Regions from separate parts of the Gossypium hirsutum genome. Here region 2 is linked to region 1. The links are chromatin contacts, called in public Hi-C maps. All regions are on one chromosome and are shown on one strand. Each heading gives the region's core, a stretch centred on a gene start, on an enhancer-like site or on the middle of the called end of the contact. The rest is flanking DNA. Distances are from core to core; before and after follow the strand shown. Region 1 holds the start of LOC107920117 (tRNA (adenine(37)-N6)-methyltransferase). Region 2 has its middle 34 kb from the start of LOC121205283.

Region 1 (7,128 bases), core at 1,175-3,674:
CGATAGCATCTCCGTCAAAGACTTTCTAGCCCACCTTTGTTCAAACTCCTCTTTCGACATCCTAACGGTGCCTTCGAACCAATAGCTCGGATACCACTTGTCACGGGGCCAGATCTTTCGTCTCGCGATCTGTGCGACCTTAGGTGATTCGTTCGTCCAAACTCACTTAAGTCAGCCTTTACTTAAGTGAGGATTCTTTAAGAACTTCTCCAAGGCACCAATTTGTAGAGCGAAAGCGATTTATGCCAAAAGAAACTTGCAAAGAACAACAGAAAGAGCGCACACCAAGTGTTTGAGTAAATACTCTCAATATTCTCTTATTCACAAAGAATAATGCAACAATGAATTGAGTGAGTACAAATGAGGGGGAGGCTCTCAATTTATAGTTGAGCTCTTCCAAAACTGACGGTCAAGATACATTTACATTAACGGACGGTATTAACCATATCCCTTAATTTTAGGGATTTACAAGATATGGCATATCAAATCTAATCTAATCTTTACAAGATATGATTCTGTCAATCTTCTAAGATTAGTTACCAAATTAGCTTAAGTTGTCGTATCTTCATTATCGAGCCAACCAAGCTTCAATATGATAGGCTTCTCCAACAGCTTCCTGAATTAGACCAATTCTTACGGGGTGATCCCCATCCAAACAATAGACCTCCATTGGATGGATTTGGTGCGATGGTCACGGGCTTTGAACTACGGCCTGTGACAAAAGCGCGCCCAGCTGGACATGCTTTCACACTTTCTCTCCGAAATCGACCTATTTTCCTAAATCTTGAAAAAAAAAACGATTTATTTGGCCAATTAAAAAAATCAGCATATATTGCCTATTTAACCAAAAAAATAAAAAAACTAAGGACCCAAAATCATAAATTGATTTTTTTATTTTAGACTATATTAAAACAAAAAAAAAACATTAATATTTTATATACTTAAATATTTTTATCAAATATTTACATATCACTCATTTACTAGCGTAAGATACCGTCTTAAAAATTTTTAACGGTGCTAAATTATTGGAATAATATGTGAAACTTTAACTACCACTTTGATAAAGAAAATATATATGTATCAAACTAAGAAAAATTATGTTTGGATATTAAATTATATATTATGGCTATAGTATATCTCTTAAACGTATGGACGAGAAATTTACAGAAATAATATTAAAATAATAATTTATCTCTCAATTAATATAGATTTACTTTTATTTATCTAAGTAATATGTTTTAATAATAAAAATAATAATTTGAGTTTCTCAATGACCAAACTGACTTAATTAAAAATAAAAAAATTATGAAAAAAAAGCCTTTAAAATTTTAAAAAATTAAATAAAATATGAAAAAATTCTAAAATTTAATGTTATTTAATCCAGACTAAATTAGTTGAATAAAAAATTGGTTGATGTATCGAAGCGAGTTAAAAAAATTGATTGAATTAATAGTTGAACCAATTTTAAACTGGTCTGACCAATTGGTTCCCATAATCACTGGTCTAATCGTTTCAAAGCAAATAAATTATAAAAAAAATAAAAATTACAAAATTATATAAATCAATTCAACTATTAGTTCAAATGATTTTTTAGCCCGGGGTTAAACAATCCGTACTAGTTCATGGGTCAACCAATTTTTAAAATTTTTAAACTTTTTTAGCCTTAAACATTTACAATATTTTTCTATTAATTTGGTCCATACCCTTTAAAAGTATTTAAAATATTTTAAAATTTATTTATTTTTTCATATTTTAAAAAACATAAAAGTTTAAAATTATATTTTTTAAAATGAAAAATGAAAAATTCTTTAGAATTCAAAAGTAATATGTTTTAAAAATATAAAAAAATTCAAAATTCATTGTTATAAAAACCGAACTGGTTGAATAAAAAATCAGCAAGTCAACTAATTTTTTACCTTTTATTTGACCAATACCCCAACCAATTTCTAGTCTAATTTGGTTTAGATAATATTGAATTTTAAAATTTTTTATATTTAATTTTAAAAAAATAATTTTAAAAAGTTTCTATTTTCATAATTTTTTATTTTTTAAAATTATAATTTTAAAATTTTACTTTTTTAATATTAAAAAGAAAATTTTAAGTTTACTAATGACGAAATCAGCATCAATTGGAAACCCAAATTATTTTTTACTATTTCAAAATATATTTAAGTAATAAATGATTATTTTAGTATTGTTTCTGTAAATTTGTTTCTGTAAATTTCCCAAGCATGGACCTTTGCCACTTAACACAGTCTAAATTGGATTGTAGTAACAGTTTCGGGCTAGCCATGGCCAAGGGAACATAAGCAACAAGGGCCTTGGATCATTATTTTCGGGCTTACAGCCGTTCTCTGTTTGATCCAATTTAAGAATCCATGCCATACCATCTCATTTCCCAAGTGCCAACCCAAAATTAAAAAAAATAAATAAAGTAGAAGAAACTTCAAACTTGTTTGTTCCTAAGCTAAAACCCTACTCAACCCAACTGCAGCTAGCTAAACTTGGATGAAAGAGCAGAAGAAGAAATACTACAAGCACTAATTACACAAAACCCATGTCCTCTACCCGATACTCCATCTTAGCATTGGCACTTGCTTCTCTGTTTTCTGCTTCTTCAGCTATCTCCTGTACATCTCTCTTCACCCCCTTTTTATTCTTTTTATTTAATTTGTAGCAATGGTGGATGTTGATCTTCTTTCTTTCAGTTTATATATGGAGGAAAAATTTGATAGAATGGGATTCAAAGTTGAAAGAGCTTAAAAAATCCCTCAATTCTGCTTTGGAAAAGTGTGCTTCTGAAAGACAAGGTCGGATTAGGGCTCAACAGGTTCTTCCTTCTCTCTTTTATTGTTTTTATTCTTTATGATGACTGTTATTTTTCTTTTGGTTTTGTTATTTATTTGTAAGAAAAAATCCAAATTTGTAGGCATTGAGGAAAGCAGTAGTCGCTCAACCACAAGCCAAGTCTGAGAATTTAGACATACCATCGTATCCAATGGCACCTATTGGTATCGTTCAATCTTGTTTTTCTACGAGGTGATTTCCAGATGGTGCTTCGTTTAAAAAAAAATTAATGACTGATTGGGTAAATAAAATTTTTTATTCTGTTAATAGAAGCTATGCAATAATAACGCTTGCCTTGGTAAATAATCAGATTGAAGCTTACTACTAATTTATCTTTGCTACTTAAGGATGGTTCCAATTGCTTGTAAAATTTATGTAGGAATGGAACCCGTAGGCAGCCTCTACTTGTCCCTCTTGCTAGGGCATCTTTGGTTTTTGATTCAACTAGAATGCCTCCAGCATCACTTGAGGGTCTCGAAGAATACTCTCATTGCTGGATTATATATGTATTTCATTTGAATACAGATCTGGAAAAGTTATGGAAGCATCCATCTAAATCAAAGTTTAAGGCCAAGGTTTGTGGAACTATAATAATGATACATATATATTCGTTTCTATCTTTTATGAAACTTTCTTATCATCTTTAGACTTCTATGGAAGGTTGGTCACTTTAATAGGTCAGAGTTCCAAGATTGAAAGGAGGAAGGATGGGAGTTTTTGCTACACGATCTCCACATCGACTGTGTCCTATAGGACTCACTGTAGCAAAGGTATGGAGTCATGTACAAATGTGTTATTGTTGTAACAACATGTTTACCTATGATTTTTCCTTCAATATATCTAATGGAAGTTTTGTTATCAACACTAAAAGGAGGATCTTTCATAAATATATTCCAATGGCTCTTTTCTTAAGGGTTAATGTTTACTTGAGCTCATAACATTTGTGATGTTTCATGTATCAATTGGAAAAATATATATCTCTGTTAAAAGAAGCCTTTCAATGTCAATATTTTTGTCTGCCTTGAGTGAATTTCTGAGACATCATGGAGGACTTTGGTGAAGCATCATCAGGATACATGAAATTTGAAATTGAGAGAATGATCACTTTGGAACTGATATACTCTTTATATATTAGGTGGAGGCAGTACAAGGAAATATGGTTCTACTCTCAGGAGTAGATCTAGTTGATGGAACAGTAAGCTCGCATTTCCTGAACTTTACTGGGAGCTATGATTGGCTTTTTCCACTTTCCTGTTTTTATGCATTTTCTTAACAGCTATGTATATAAATCATGCCTCATGTATGATTTTGTTAACAGCCAGTGCTGGACATCAAACCGTATCTTCCATATTGTGACAGTATTGAAGGAGCAGTTGTACCTAACTGGGTCATGGTATTTTCTCTTTTATTGTTCTTTAGCTTCCTACTTCATTTATGTATATTGTTAAGAAATATTGTTTTGTTTATTTTATTACAAGTCTTATTCTTGAATAACACAACTAAACTGATTCATTTTTTACTAAATTTAGTTTAGACCTGATCATGTGGCCCGGAACGAAGGCCCACCGAAAAAGTAAGAGTGTTTGGGTAAAAATATAGGCCTAAAAAATGGGCTTGGAAAAAATCATAAAGCTTGTTTAGAAAACGGGTCGGGTCTTGGATAAACTTTTTTGGCCCAAGTCCAGCCCAAATTTGAAAGAAAAAAGCTGCTGCTGTTTATTGCCATTTCACTATTATATTGTTACTATTTTGTTGTTATTATATAGATATTGTATAAATCTTATTTTATTGTTAATTTTACTACTATTTTAAAAGCATTTGCTTGTTAAATTGCACCTGTTTTAATGTTATTGAAGTATAGAATGTTTTTTCATTTATTTTTAATTTATTGGGAAACATTTATTTTAATATTTTTAATGTATTTGATGTATTATATTTTTATATAAAGAATAATATAAAAAATTTTGATATGGGTGGTCGGGCTGGGCTTGGGTTTTAGCTTTTTTATCTAGGCCAGGCTTGAGTAAATTTTTAGGCCCATTTTTCAAACTGAGCTTATAAAATAGGCCTGAAATTTTATTATGGCCCGGCCCAATATCACCTTTAATTTAGTTTCTTAGAAAAATAATATATAATGCTGTAACTTTTTCCTTGAATGAGATATTGTCCATTAATTTGATAAATGCGTACACGTTCGTCATTATTTCATTCATTCTAGCGTCTGCCTTTTACTCTTTAGCTGCTCATTGAGAGTGTAACTGTTAGCAAAATATGCCACTTCATACCTTTCCTTTCCATTCCATTCATCTCATTATGTGCATCTGCCCTCAATTTTTTCTGAAGTATGCCTAAATTTTTGTCAAAATTTTTGTCAGTTGGATAGTATGTTGTCAGTGGCTTCCGTTGGCTTCTCTGATGACTTCTCTTCCTCACTCCTGGACTGCTGGAAATCAGTGGTAAGCATGCTGATGTGTTTCTATAATTTTAAATAAGGCTTGATGGTGTAGCATCTATGCGACAGCCAATCTGAAAGGCTTGTTTTGTTTGTTTATTGTTTTGCCCGCAAGACTGCTCTGTTTTTTGGTAGGAAACTATTTGTTGATCCAAAAGAATTTGTTTGTTACAGGAGAAGAAGTCCCTATATTCTTCACCAGATGAGCTCAAAAGCTTGGTAAAACAAGCCCTTTCATGGGATATTCGTTCAGTATCTCAACGAAACCGACCTCATAATAATCTCCTCAAAATAGGAAGTGGTGATGCCTCTGATAATGCTTCAGATTTGGATGATTCCCAAGATGGAGAAGCTTCTGGAGAGTTAATTTATTACCTGATTTTGGATGGAATGGATTTCTCTTACAAGATTGATGGCAATGGCGATGTGATGGTGAAGGAAGTCCATCTTTCATCTGCCATCTCCTTTGGTAATAATAAAAAACGTTGCAATTTCTTGATGTGGAAGGACAAGATTAAATAAGCTGTTTGCTTTCTAAAGCCTGACATTATTCCTATTCTCACTAATGTTGATTTTTTGGTACATTTTCTTTTTCTGGTGCTGCATAAAACTAAGAATGTGTTGTTTTTCATTACCGACTGTCTTTCACCTTTGAATTTGACGAGAAATATGATATGATTCAACAGATGATACTTTTTCTTCTGTTTGAAGCTAATTAATGATAGACAGGATTTTAGATGTGAGTCATTTACATTTTACAGGAGATGGAAGGTCTTTCTTTATGGCTAAGAAAAAAAAAAGGAAGAGATTTTAAGATCCTCCAGAGGATATTCAAAGGCCTGTTAATGATGTCCTTTGAAACAAGTTGACATGGATCTGTGCAAAACCATATCCATCACATGAGCCTCTTAAATGCCAATTTGTTGGTGGATAAGTGTTACTTAAATTATACTATTTTTTCAAAGTTGGTTGGTAGTCAAGCATTTTTTTTTTCAGTTACCTAAAGTGGTATTTAATTTCCTAAATTATCTCGATAGTTAAAAGGAACTCTTTAGCCAATTATTTTATGTGGTACTTTTAAATAAGTTAAAATTAAAAGAAAAGAATTCAATTATAAAAAATCAAATTTAATTAAATTGAAACTGTTAAAAAATTACTCTCCTTTCTCATTATTCTTTCTTTTTTTTTTAATGTTCTTTTTAACTATTAGATAATTTTTCTATGCAATTTTCTTACAAATTTTCTTCTACACAACTTATTCTCAATATTTGGATTTCATGCTTTATATGTTTTTTTTTTATTATAAAAGTTCACTCAACAATAATTATTTTATACTAAATAGAAATAAACGAAAGTTTTATTTTTGAAAATAATACATAAGTTTTGAATTGAGGTGAGAAAGGATAGAAATTGAGGTTTAAAATAAAAATGTAGCTCATCCAAGTTTCCGGAAATTAGGTTTCAATGAATTTTTTTTACAGGTTCATAAGAAACTTAAGAAAATAATATTTAACTTTTTTTTTTTTGGACTTTAAAGTTAAAAAGATTGATTGGTTAAGAAAAATATTTTTAATAACTAAAAAAAATTGGATAATGCAGAATTACATGATTTAGGTACCATTTACGGTACATTTGAAAAAAAGATAAAGTTTAGATACTATTTTAGGTACTGCTGAAAAAAAAGTTTAAACACCTTAAATATAATATGTATAAAATTCACCGTTTTGTTATTTAAGTGATATATATATATATAAAAGATGGTTTGTAGAACCATGAAAATTGGAATAGGTGGCTGTAAATTGGTTAAATGGACGGCCGTAAAGTATTGG
Region 2 (7,455 bases), core at 3,507-6,006, 740 kb after region 1:
TTTGCCAAATGGACGGAAAACATGATATTGTATGCTTAGATTTAATAAACGGGATTGGTAAGTTTAGTTTCTGTTATACTAACTTACTAAGCATGTAATGCTTTCTCCATTTTATTTTCCCCTGTTTTATAGTGCTCGGAAGCTCGCGAAGGTTGGAGATCATTAGAGCATTGTCACACTATCCGCTAGCTTATTTTGGGTATATATAGTAAAATCATTTTGGTATAATCATATGTATAGGCTAACTTGGCCATAGATGGCTTAAACATGTGGCTTGTAATCTAGCCATTGGAATGGCTAGTAATGGTTCTTTTTGATATACTTGTAATGTCATACTATGGTAGTTACATATTTGTCAAATGGTTGTTCAAATTATGCCCATCATATGAAATATGCCAATGTAAGATTATAAACATGTATGCATGTAATGATACATCTTGTTGAATGATGAAATTTGCTTAATTTGAATGCTTGAATCGGTATTCGATGTGAGTTTTAAGTGCGGGACATTGGTGTAATTTTGGGTAAGAAATGAAGCTAGAAATGGCTTTATTTTTTTCATACTGGCAGGTACACGGGCGTGTGTCTAAACCGTGTGTGACATACGGCCTGGTACATGGGTGTGTGGTTAGGTCGTGTGTCCCCTGCACCTTAAATTTGAGAAAATAGAATGCTCCGAATTGAGAAGACGGGCAAAGACACAGGGGTGTGTCTCAGCCGTGTGTGCTACACGGCCTAGAACACGGGTGTGTGTCTTGGCCCTGTGAAACCTGCACCTAATTTCAAAGAAAATTAATTAACCACACAGCCTAGCACACAGGCGTTGGCATGGCCGTGTGCACAAGTCAGAGAGTTACACGAGGTCGAACACGGCCTATAGTACGGTGTGTCCTAGGGTCACACAGGCATGTCCCTTAGACCACACGGGCGTGTAAGCTCTATAACTTAAAATTTTTTTGTAATTTTGCAAAAAATTCTTAGATTCTCTGATTAAATCTCGACTTGATTCTAATGCTCGTATTGGGCCTCAAGGGTCTATTTAAGGGACGATATGAATAATCTCAGTTAATGAATAGTAAATTTCATAAATTATCTTAAAAGTATTCTGAAATTTCTAGTAATATTCCGTAACCCTATTCCAACGACGGATAAGGGTTAAGGGTTGTTACAGGTACAATGTAAGAAAGGTAAAGAAACATTAGAAATTGATTTAAGAATTCATACCTTGAATGTTTTTTATAAGTATGATACTGATTTTGTTAAAAATTTATTTAAGACTTTAAAATGGATGACCATGCATATTCAAGGAGAGTTACAAATTATTTTTTACTTGAACATTTATGTGCCTAACATTTCTTTGTTTAGTGTTGATGGTTTGTGTTTTAAGGAGAGCTAATTGATCCATATTGATTTGGGGGATCAAAATCATGTCTTTGATTATGGAGATAGTTTTTGGTGCACAGGAAAGCTTAGGTAAGTATTTGTTTACTTTTATTATTATTAGTTCTAATCCCTTTTCTTTTTCTACAACTAAAGATTCAAGGATAAATCTTCTTGAGGAAGGGGGAATTATGCAAGTCTTAAGGCCCAATTTCAAGCTCATGGATGTGATGAGCTTACACTACCTCAAGGCCCAATAACAAGGTCAAAGGCCAAGTAAATCAAACCAAGATTCAATCAAAGATAATATGTGAGTATGAATATGATACATGCACGAAATAGGTGAAATTTATTAAAGTCAATTCAACCAAGCTACCAATTTTCAAGCTAAAAAGATTGGTCAATTTACGATGAATTTTTAGATCAAATGCAGACATATATGAGCTTAGAAGTCTGCATTGTAGTTGAAATTTTATCTCTTAGCTTCGCAATGCACTTTGAATCACTAAATTTTGAAATAGGGGGCTCAAGTTATGACTATTTTAGTGAAGATTTCACGAGCAAAATTTCTAGATAAGATTATTACGGAAATTACAAGTTTCAGGTTTTTAATTCGAGTTTAAATCATATTGGGTTAGATTTTTAGGTTTAATTTTTATTATATATGAGTCCAATATTGTATTTATTAGCTCTTTCAAATTTTGGTTATTTTTAAGTATTTTAAGTTATTTAGGAGTTTTATGTCAATAAGAAAGTTTAGTTCAAAATTTTTCTTGCTTAGGTTATTAGAGTTTTAGTATGCTTAAGAGTTTTATTTGTATTTACTTAGCCAGCCTATAAATGTCTCTTCATTGTACACAATCAACAACCAATTCATTCATTGTTCATTTTAAGTTAATAAAATTTCTCTTTGAGTTTTCTTTTAAAAGTGTTTTAATAATCTTGTCAGATTGTGAGGATCGTCTTCAAGCTTTTTCTTGCCAAGTTTTCTTTCTTGGAGGAAAAATTAGAATCGTTTGAAGGGGGTTATAGATTCATCTTGTTTTCAAGGCTCCTTACGGCTTTTACACGCCACTTTCCGTCTATCTTATTTTCTTTTTTAATTTATTATTGTTTAATTGTTCAAATCTTTAATTTATTTAATTGTTCTTTTTTTTTCTATCTTCATAATTTATTTTAATCGTTGCCTTTTAATTCTTAGATCTAACTTGGATTTGTTTGCGTTTTAGGTTGTGTCAAACTCCAAGTTTTTTTTATTCGTCTAGAGTCCTACACCAAATTCGAGACTTTGATAAACTTACGATCCTATTCTGCACCCATTTTCTATCATTTGGTATCATTTGCGATCTTATTTCGTTGTTGGTTCCTTATCATCAACATTGTTAAAAATTTGATGTTTTAGTTATAATTTCTATTAAAAAGATTGATTTCACTCTTTTTGAAATATTAATAACTAAGTTTAGCTAAAAAGGAATAATTGTCAAATTAAAAGAAAAATGTAAACACTATGACTTTTCAAAAGATAAAATATTTGCTCCTATGGATAAATGATTCTTGTAAGATGGTTTGAATAAAAAAGCCCAAAAAATAAAAGAGGCTTGTAGGAAGTTTGGGACATAGCTAGACTTGTTTATGAGTTGGGATACTCGCCCGAAAATTGAGAGGATCTGGGTAAATATATTAGGCCCGGAAAATAGACTTGGATAAAAAATTAGGCCCGAAAAATAAACTTGGACAAAAAATTAGGCCCATTTAAAATGTAGGCCAAACTCGGGCTTGAACATTCAAAACTTGAGCCTGACCTGACCCAACCTATTTTTAAGCTAATAATATTTTATGTTATGTCAGTTTATTACATATAAAAATTAAATCTATAGCCGTACTACTATTATGATGTAAACACTAAAATAGTTAAGGTGATTATATATAAAATTTTAATGAATAAAAATATATAAATTATTAAATAGTAAATTAAAAATAATATAAATATATTTTTAAAATTTTTAAAAATTATTATAAGTAAGTTTAAAATGAGTTTGAGTTAATTATTTACAAATATGAACGAATTTAGACAAAATTTTAAATCTATATTTTAAATTGAATCAAAATTAAATAAAATATAAAATATATTAATATTTTAGATAGACCCGACCGATTTATGAAACATTATTTCCGATTACTTCAAAAATAATAGACGGTTAATATGTGACTTACAAGGTTATCTAAAAAGGATTAAAAAAAGGAAAAGAGGAATAGAAACGAATGGTTGAAAGAGACAGTTGGGTGAGTGGGAGAGCTTTTTCTTTAGTGACCGCTGCTGGCTGGGAAGGGCAGGTTGTAGGAAGAAAGAGACAAAAGGGTGGTGGGGCTCCGCAGCCGTGTCTCTTGTGAATCAATTTGTGAAGTCCTGTCTTTGCATTAGGAAACAAGTGCTCTTCTGACCCATTTCCCATTTGCTTCTCTTATTGGGTCACTTACCCCCTTAAGTACTGACTCACCCTCCACAAATATCATATCTTCACTCTCACTACTTTAACAACTGCCTTATTCCCTGTCATTTTCAATATGTTTTCTGTTGGTTTGGAATTTATGATGAGTGATGGAAGATGTTCTTGCATTCAAGGTGGCTGACCCAATCCCAGGTTAAGATTTACGAGTGAGATCCACTCTTAGTCCTCGGGAAGATTATGATTTACGAGTTCAAATGGAACTAATAATATAACTATTGGCAGCAACCAAACAGCTGCAAATTAGGAAATATAGTTTATGATTCAATCCTATCCTATAATCATGGATACATTTCAGCTTTCAACTCTATCAAAAACCATGAAAACTCGCATGGATGTGAAAGCTGAACTTCCATATCTAGCAAACAAGATAGCGCTTTCCATTTCAGTGTGAAACAAGGAACATTGTTTCAGGTCTATGTCGACATGTCATTACGTATAATGATTCTCAGCGACGAATTTTATGAAAAAGATGGGGTGCCACCAATACTTTTTAAGTGCTCTCCCTTGTATAAATTGCTATTGTGATTGAATGGCATTCTTAGCACTAAACAATCCTTGATTCCTCCGAAATTTACGAGTAAAATAAATGGTGAAAATATCACCTAGCTACGGTTTTGTTTTTGTCAGGGAGTTGATAAATTGACTGCTACAATGCTTCTGCCCTTTCCTCTCTCTTTTCTAACCAGATTAGAGTGGTAAAATTATCTCAATTATTTGTGGGAAATATGTAAGGATTGTATATTTTCTTAGCTACCAAACAAGAGATATGTCGTGGGAAATGTTGTTTCATTTGTACCTTAGTGTATGCAGGCCTCTGCCTGCTGCTTTGTTGGGTAGTGTCCTTAGTTTTGGTTCTTTCAAGTGGTAAGGTTGGGCCAAAATGCTTTAACTTTCTCACATGGAGACTTTTATGAGGATCACATCACAGTTTATATTTAGTTGTAAATTTAATGAAAATGAGTCGAGCATTTGGTGAAAAGTTTTGAGGATGTTGGTTGTAAAAGTTGACATAAGTTGGAAGCTTTTTGACCAGAAAATTTTAATTGATTTGTCCTGTGCAGTCCTACATGCCCTGCCCCATACAAAACATATGTCCTTGTTATTGAAAACACTTCATCATCCACAGCTTCTATTAGACGTGTATGCCACATGTTGCTTAAAGGTTCATTGATACCGATGGTTTTATACCCTTTATATTTACTTTTGTATAGGGTGAGCAAAACACGATTTAATTTGAAAAAATAAAAAAATTCGAATTTTGAGTTAAAAAAATCTAGTTATTCGAGTTATTCGAGTTAACTCAAATTTTTTTTTCGAATTTCGAGTTCGAATCGAGTTGTGTTTTCGAATTCGAATAACTCGAATAATTCGAATATCAAACTATAATATTTTACATTTTTGCCCCAAACTCCCAAACTTTTTTACTTTTCTCTCAAAACTTTTACTCCTTCCCACTTTCCCCCCAAAACTTTTACTCCCCTTCTATCCCAACCCCCAATCTACCCAAAATCTATTTTCCACAAAAATTTTGCTCTCCCATTTACTTTTTCTCAAAATTTTACTCCCAAAAACCCTCAAAACTTTTTATTTTCCCCTAAAACTTTTATTCCTCCCACTTTCCCCCTAAAATTTTTATATTATTTATATTCAGGGGCGTAGCCAGGGGGCTGGCATGGGCCCCGGCCCCCCTAAAATGAAAAATTTTATTTTAGGCCCTTGAAATTTTTTAAAAATTTTAAATTAGTAAAGGTAAAATTGCACTTTGGCCCCCCTAAAATTATAAAAAATTAATATAATCCTTTACAAATTATAAAAATATAAACTATAAAAAAATTAAAATTTCATCCGGCCCCCCTAAAAAAATTTTCTGGCTTCGCCCCTATTTATATTATTTAATTGTTTAGTCATATTGAATATTTATATTAAAATTGAATTATTAATTATGCCATTAAATATTCATGTTAAAATTTTATATTGGTATCAATTTCACATTTTGTCTTTAAAATAACTTTTATTAAAAAATCACATTTTTACATTAAATATATTTTTTAATTCCAAAATACATAGTAGCAAGAATGTGAAGATAATTGAAACAACTAAGCAAGCAAAGAATCTAACCTGTATATAAAAGATTAATAAATAAATTATGAGGTGATGAAAATTAATAAAAATTTTGATTAAGGTGGACAAATTTTATTACGATAGGTGACAGTGGTTACAATGACTCAAAATTATTTTTTAAAATTTAACTCGAACAAATATATTTGATTTGATTCGACTCGAATTCCATCTCACTTGACTCGATTCGAGAAATTTTCAAATCAAATTAGGATGATAAAATATGATTCGTAAACTCGATTAACTTGAAATTTTTTCATTTGATTCGATCGAACGCTCACCCCTACTTTTGCATACGGATCTCTCAAAATAAAGTTTTTTTTTATTTTTATTTTGCTAGTAATTATTTACTTTTTCTAAAGCATAGTATCGATGATAGAATTTAATTAGTTGATGTAATTATTAATAAATTTATTTAGTTATTCAACTTACAAAATAGTAATTAAATTATTCAAATGTTTTTATTTAAGTCATTAAATTACTAAAAATGTTATTGTATGGCTTTCTTCATTCACACTGTTTACACCAATCGAAAGCTTTCATTCACCTTCTTTTCTATAGTTCAATTTTTTTCATGAAGCAACTTTTAAATGTTACAAATTTATAATCTAAAATCTAAATAGTTTTTTTCTTCGATCTTCGACATTGATCGTTGGATCGACTTAGATTGAAGGTATATCCTATTTGTCAATGAGTACTGATCTACTGTATCGATTGCCGAATTATCACTTGAAATTCACTAGCTCTATTTAAAAAAAAACGTTAATAGTGCAATGCCTTAAATAAAAGCATTCGAATAGTTTATGATATGAATAAAATTTTTAAATAATTCAGTGATTATTTTATAGTCTTTTAAAATTAAATAATTAAAATATAAATTTATTGATAGTTTAATAATCTTAAATATAATTTACCCTATTTATTTTATGTACTACCTAAAAATTATTTTTATAAAAAACAAAATCAGTTATCTCACACCTATTAATTCACTTGTTAAGATATGAACAAGTAGAATTGATAACCATATCAAGTCACTATTTTGACCTTGTTGTTATGATAATTATCTAGTCTGCAGGTTTTCAATATTTGTATGATTGAAACGAGACAAAAATGACTGCAAATTGCAGATAAATTTTACTATCACTGCTATCATTATCACTTTTTTCTCTCAGGGATTTCTTTATTATCTTGTTTTTTATAATTCAAACCTTATCTTATTCGGAAACAATATCTTTCTTCCACCATTATCCAAATGTGCCCAGTTATTTACTTTACAATTTTGGCAATTGCTGTGATTTTGCATTAAGGAACAGCGTAAGCATTGTACAAATGAGCAGTTTTTAATATTTCCCCACAGTATTTAACTTAGTACAACCATTTCTCTTTTTATACATGATTGATTTTTGTTTTGTTTTTTTAAATTTAATTTACATAAAATTAATTTTAG

The links. A called contact is a pair of places that touch in the nucleus more often than the background predicts.
Region 2: a contact with region 1 is called in a Hi-C map of leaf, with 3 times the contacts expected there. The contact joins the enhancer-like site here to the promoter of LOC107920117 in region 1. A contact is called at or near these places in 4 of 34 Hi-C or Micro-C datasets (leaf and seedling).

Annotation. Positions count from the first base shown.
Region 1 is chrA08:34,691,810-34,698,937 of Gossypium_hirsutum_v2.1, forward strand. It overlaps LOC107920117 (tRNA (adenine(37)-N6)-methyltransferase), which reads left to right and starts at 2,425. Exons shown (of 9, transcript XM_041074449.1): 1 at 2,425-2,630; 2 at 2,709-2,830; 3 at 2,930-3,011; 4 at 3,373-3,422; 5 at 3,525-3,617; 6 at 3,983-4,042; 7 at 4,166-4,240; 8 at 5,223-5,303; 9 at 5,474-5,984. The coding sequence starts at 2,558. The coding sequence ends at 5,821.
Region 2 is chrA08:35,431,900-35,439,354 of Gossypium_hirsutum_v2.1, forward strand. No RefSeq gene overlaps it. Among protein-coding and RNA genes, the nearest start is that of LOC121205283, 34 kb to the left of the region's middle. Within about 2 kb of position 4,757, at least 5 of the 9 cell types and tissues checked have an H3K27ac peak or open chromatin away from gene starts, as enhancers often do. A contact at or near this core is called in leaf, where this site is marked.